Linked DNA regions of Pan troglodytes: region 1 is linked to region 2. The links are chromatin contacts, called in public Hi-C maps. All regions are on one chromosome and are shown on one strand. The core of a region is the stretch at or near the end of the contact, and the rest is flanking DNA. Distances in the headings are between cores, read along the strand shown. Region 1 overlaps LOC134809541 (a long non-coding RNA gene). Region 2 has its middle 150 kb from the start of TBC1D5.

Region 1 (2,700 bases), core at 166-2,665, 400 kb before region 2:
TTCTTTTTTTTGATCTAGTCTATTGTTGGAGCTTTTGAATGTATTTTGTCATTCAGTCAATGAATTCTTCAGTTTCAGAATTTGTTTGGTTCTTTTTTGTGATATCTATCTCTTTGGTAAATTTCACATTCATATTCCGAATTTTTTTTGTACTTTTTTTTTTTTTTTTTTTGAGAGAATTTCACTCTTGTTGCCCAGGCTGGAGTGCAATGGCACGATCTCAGCTCACTGCAACCTCCACCTCCTGGGTTGAAATGATTCTCCTGTCTCAGCCTCCTAATCTCAGTAGCTGGGATTGTAATCCTGCCAGCACACCCGGCTAATTTCTGTATTTTTAGAAAAGACCAGGTTTCATCATATTGGTCAGGTGGGTCTCGAACTCCTGACCTCAGCTGATTCATCCTCCTCAGCCTCCCAAAGTGCTGGGATTACTGGCGTGAGCCACTGCATCCGGCCTGTACTGTTTTTAAAGTTCTTCTGTATCTCACTGGGCTTCTTTAAAATCAATAATTTGAATTCTTTTTCCAGGAGTTTGTGGATTTCTTTTTGATTGGGATGTGTTTCTGAAAAATTATTTTGTTCCTTTGGATGTGTCATATTTCTTTGCTTTTTCATGTTTCCTGTGTCCTTATGTTGATATCTATGCATCTGGCATATAAGTCGCTTCTTCCAGTTTTCTGAATTTGCTTTTGTAGGGAAGGACTTTTTCCTAAGGATGAATCTATGGTGTTAGTTGGCTAAGGCACTTTGGCTTTGATTCTTGGTGTATGCAGGAGAGTTGTCTCTGCGTGATTTGTTTGTCTGTAAACAGCGTCAGTGGTATTTTATATTTACTTGGTGGCTTAGAGTGCAGTTATTAGTAGATGCTGTGTGCAGTTTTCCTGGCAACTGGGATGCCAGATAGGTCAGGCTTTGGGCCTCAGTGATGGGTAGAATGTGCCTGTCTTAAAAGAGAAGCTGGCATGGCATGGGCAATGGCAATGGCAGTGGCAGTGGCAGTTGTAGGACAACTCTCTGGTTCCTGATCACTGTGTGCTGGTGCTGGCAGTGGCTGAATGGCTGAACAAGTCAGCCTCCAGGCCCACAGGTGGCAGTGCAACTAGGTGATAGTGGCCCAGTGGTTAGGCCCAACCTCAGGTCCCTGGGAGGAGTGTTCAGGTACCATTGGTGGTGGACTAGGCTGGGCAATCCCCCGGTCCCTGAACTCTGTGCTGCTCTGTCATGGCAGAGGAAGGAAGGATGAAGCTGGGGCAGGCTGTCTTGCCCTCAGACCCCTTGATAATGTGTATAGGAACTGGCCATGGTATGCAGGGGTAGGGTAATTCCTAGGCAATCAGTGGAATGTTCAGGTAGGGGGTGGCAGTGGCCATGCTGCTGCTCTGCCACTGGGGGGCAGTGCTATCTTCAGTGATGACAACCTAGACTGGCAGGTGGGGAGTGTGCATACCACTCATGCCTCAGCCCTGGGTGTGGTAGCCTGCCTAAGCCAGCTCTTTTCTTGCACCTCAGCCTCAGCGCTGCTGGGCTTCAGGATAGCGTGCAGCCTGTTGGGGATGGAATTCTAAAATGGCACCTTGCCATTGCTGCTTAGGTCTCAAAGAATGTGAGGGACCCAGCAGAAGCTTTCCTCCCTGGCACAGTGCTTGTGGTACAATTCCTTGTCAGCTCCCTACATTAGTTTCAGGGCCTGTGAGGGTTGAGGGGTTCTTCCATGGCTAGGACTGGAGTCCAAGTTGAGAATGTGGACTGCTGAGGGTCTCTCACTCTTTCCCCCATATTGAGGAGTCTCTCTCAGCTCCCAGCTAAGCCAGCCAAGTAGGCTGCCTTGCTTCTTTCTCCTTCCTTGCTTTAGGTATTGCCTGTCACTTATATGTTGAATTCCAGTGTTTTCTCTTGGATGATCTATTTAAAGTGTGATTATCTACTTGCTATTTTTGTTCTTCTTAGTGGAGGAAGCAAGTATAAAATGCCCCTAGTTAGCCAACTTGGAGCCTCTTATTGTGTACTTTTTTACATAAAGACTCAACTTTGAAAAAAATAGTTAAAACTGCCAATTCTTTCCAAAGTATACTATTTTTGTGTGCTTTTCTTTTTTTCAACTTTAGGGAAAATGTTTTTTAAATTTGCACTTAGTATACCTGAAATTCCATTTAATTTATAATAATTTTCACTTTATATATGTGGTTGTAATTGGAATTGGTACAGGGAGGTTTAAAATTTTTACATTTTCTTTACCAAATATACCTTGTATTGATGTAAAGTGACCCTCTAAGACAAGGACATTCTTTACATGTTGCACTGAATTCTACTTTGCCTGATATTAGTTAAACAATATGGTTTCCTTGATCAGCGCTTATTAAACATATTTTAATCTGTACTTTAATGTTTAGTGGTACAGCTTTGTGTCCGTTTTTGATGTATGCCATTGTCAGCAGATAGTGGGATTTTGGTTTTGATCAAATATAAATCTTGGCTTTTAATATGGTATTTTAATCAATTAATTTTTTTACAAAATAAATATTTGCTTTTTAACTATCATATTATCCATATGATCTATTTTATGCATCCTCATTTTTTCACTTTTTTCTGACTTTTGCTATCAAAACTATATTTCCATATTTCATATTTTCCAAGCTTTGTAAAGATAGCTTCTGATTTTTAATTCCATTAATAGTTATAATTAACAATTTCAAAATGCAT
Region 2 (2,700 bases), core at 65-2,564:
GAACACAGCAATTGTGAGGCACTGAACTCAGTTTTGTCCTGTTAGAGCAGAAAGAAAAACTGGACCAAACCCAGCTGACACCCACCCACAGACAAAGCATTTAAATTAACTCTAGCCAGAAGGAATTGCCATCCCAGCAGTCCGAACTTGAGTGCCTGCAAACCTCGCCACAGACGGCTGCAACACTGTGTCTCCAAGCAAATTTGAAAGGCTGTCTAGGCCATAAAGACTGAAACTCTTGGGTTAGTCCTAGTGCTGAACTAGGCCCAGAGGAAGTGGACTGAGGGGGTATATGACATACGGAGACACCAGCTAGGGCAGCCAAGGGAGTGCCGGTATTACCCCTCCCCTAATCCCAGGCTGTACAGCTCAAGGCTCCAAAAGAGACCTCTTCTTTCCACTTGAGGAGAGGAGAGGGAAGAGTAGGGAGGACTTTGTCTTGCATCTAAGATACCAGCTCAGCCACAGCAGGACAGGGCACCAGTCAGAGTCTGAGGCCCCCATTCCAGGCCCTAGCTCCCAGATGACATTTCTAAACAAACTCTGGGCCAGAAGAGAACCCATTGCCTTGAAGGAAAGGACCCAATCCTGGCAGCATTCATCACCTGCTAACTGAAGAGTCCTTGGTCCCTGAACAACCAGCAACAATACCCAGGTACTACATTGAGGGCCTTGGGTGAGCCTCTGAGACTTGCTGGCTTCAGCACTATACCAACTGTGGTGGCTGTGGGGCAAAACTTCATCTGCTTGAGAAAAGCAGAGGGAAAAGTAAATGGGATTTTGTCTTGCACCTTAGGTAACAGCACAGCCACAGTGGGGTAGAACACAAGTGGGCTCCTGGGGTCCCCAATTCCAGGACATGGCTCTTGGATGACATTCCTTGACCTCCCATGGGCCAGAGGGGAGTCTACTGCCCTAAAGGGTGAGTAATGAGCCAGACAGCATTCATGACAAGCTGACTTAAGAGACCTTGGGCCTTAAAGGAACATCAGCAGTAGTCTGGCATTACTCCTCATGGCTTGGGGTGGCAGTAGCTACAGGGTGAGGCTCCTTTGCCTATGGAAAGAGGAGGGAAGAGTGGGAAGGAATGCATCTTGTAGTTTTCGTGCCACCTCAGCCGCAATACAATAGAATACCAGATAAACTTCTAAGGAATTTAGCTCTTGTCCCTGACTCCCAGAAGGCAGTTCTGGACCCACCCAGGGACTGGGGGTCATTGCCACCATGAAAGGAAGGACACAGGCCTGGTTGACTTTGCCACCTGCTGACTGTAGAGCCCCAGGGCCGTAAGTGAATATAGGCAGTTGTCATGGAGTGGCTACAGCAGGCCTTGGGTGAGACCTAGTCCTGTGCTGGCTTCAGGTCTGACCCAGTGTAGTCATAGTATTGGTGGCCACAGGGGTGCTTGTGTCACTTCACCTCCACCTTTAGCTAGCTCAGAACAGAAAGAGAGACCCTGTATGTTTGGGAGAAAGCAAGGAAAGAGAACAAGAGTCTCTGCCTGGTAACGCAGATCTCTCAGATCTTGTCCAAGACTAACAAGACAGTACCTCAAGTCTGCAAAAACCACAGTGTTACTGGGCTTGGGGCGCCCCCTAAAGCACAGCTTAGACTACAACACACAAGTCATTTCAAATATCTGGACAGCCTTCACAAGAAAGACAGCTATAAATAAGCCCAGACAGTAAAGACTACAATAAATACCAAACTCTTCAATACCCAAACACAAAAGAACATCTACTAGCATCAACACCATTTAGGAAAACATGGCCTCATGAAATGCACTAAATAAGTCACCAGGGAACAATCCTGGAGAAACAGGGATATGTGAACTTTCAGACAGAAAATTCAAATAGCCGTCATAAGGAAACTCAATGAAATTCAAGGTAACACAGAGAAAGAATTCAGATTCATATTAGATACGTTTAACAAAGAAATGGAAATAATTAAAAAGAATCAAGTAGAAATTCTAGAGCTGAAAAATGCAATTGGCATAGTAAAGAATGCATCAGAATCCTTTAATAGCAGAATTAATCACGCAGAAGAAAGAATTAGTAAGCTTGAATACAGGCTATTTTAAAATACACAGTCAGAGGAGACAAAAAAAGAATAAAACACAATGAAGCATGCCTACAGGATCTAGAAAATAGACTCAAGAGGGCAAATCTAAGATTTATTGGCCTTAAAGAGGAGGTAGAGAACAAGATAGGGATAGAAAGTTTATTCAAAGGGATAATAACAGAGAACTTCTCAAACCAAGAGGAAGAGATCAATATCCAAGTACAAGAAAGTTATAGAACAGCAAGCAAATTTAATGCAAGGGAGACTACTTCAAGACACTTAATAATACAATTCCCAAAGTTCAAGAATAAAGAAAGGAACCTAAAAGCAGAAAGAGAAAATAAATAAATAACATACAATGGAGCTCCAGTACATCTGGCAGCAGACTTTTCAGTGGAAAACTTACAGGCCAGGAGAGAGAGGCATGACATATTTAAAGTGCTGCAGGAAAATAACTTTTACCCTAGAATAGTGTATCAGGTGAAAATATCCTTCAAACTGGAAGGAGAATTAAAGACTTCCCCAGACAAACAAAAGCTGAGGGATTTCATCAATGCCAAGCCTGTCCTACAAGATATGCTAAAGGGAGAACTTTAATCAGAAAGAAAATGACATCAATAAGCAATAAGTAATCACCTG

Evidence for each region. Hi-C and Micro-C count contacts between places; a contact is called where the count stands out from the background.
Region 1: a contact with region 2 is called in a Hi-C map of induced pluripotent stem cells, with 2.9 times the contacts expected there. The contact joins two enhancer-like sites. A contact is called at or near these places in 3 of 7 Hi-C or Micro-C datasets (induced pluripotent stem cells and stem cell-derived neural progenitor cells).

What each region holds. Positions count from the first base shown.
Region 1 is chr2:22,286,501-22,289,200 of NHGRI_mPanTro3-v2.0_pri, reverse strand. The region is part of intron 1 of LOC134809541 (a long non-coding RNA gene); the gene reads right to left. Among named protein-coding and RNA genes, the nearest start is that of SATB1, 150 kb to the left of the region's middle. Within about 2 kb of position 1,415, at least 2 of the 24 cell types and tissues checked have an H3K27ac peak or open chromatin away from gene starts, as enhancers often do. A contact at or near this core is called in induced pluripotent stem cells, where this site is marked.
Region 2 is chr2:21,881,710-21,884,409 of NHGRI_mPanTro3-v2.0_pri, reverse strand. No RefSeq gene overlaps it. Among named protein-coding and RNA genes, the nearest start is that of TBC1D5, 150 kb to the right of the region's middle. Within about 2 kb of position 1,314, at least 1 of the 24 cell types and tissues checked has an H3K27ac peak or open chromatin away from gene starts, as enhancers often do. A contact at or near this core is called in induced pluripotent stem cells, where this site is marked.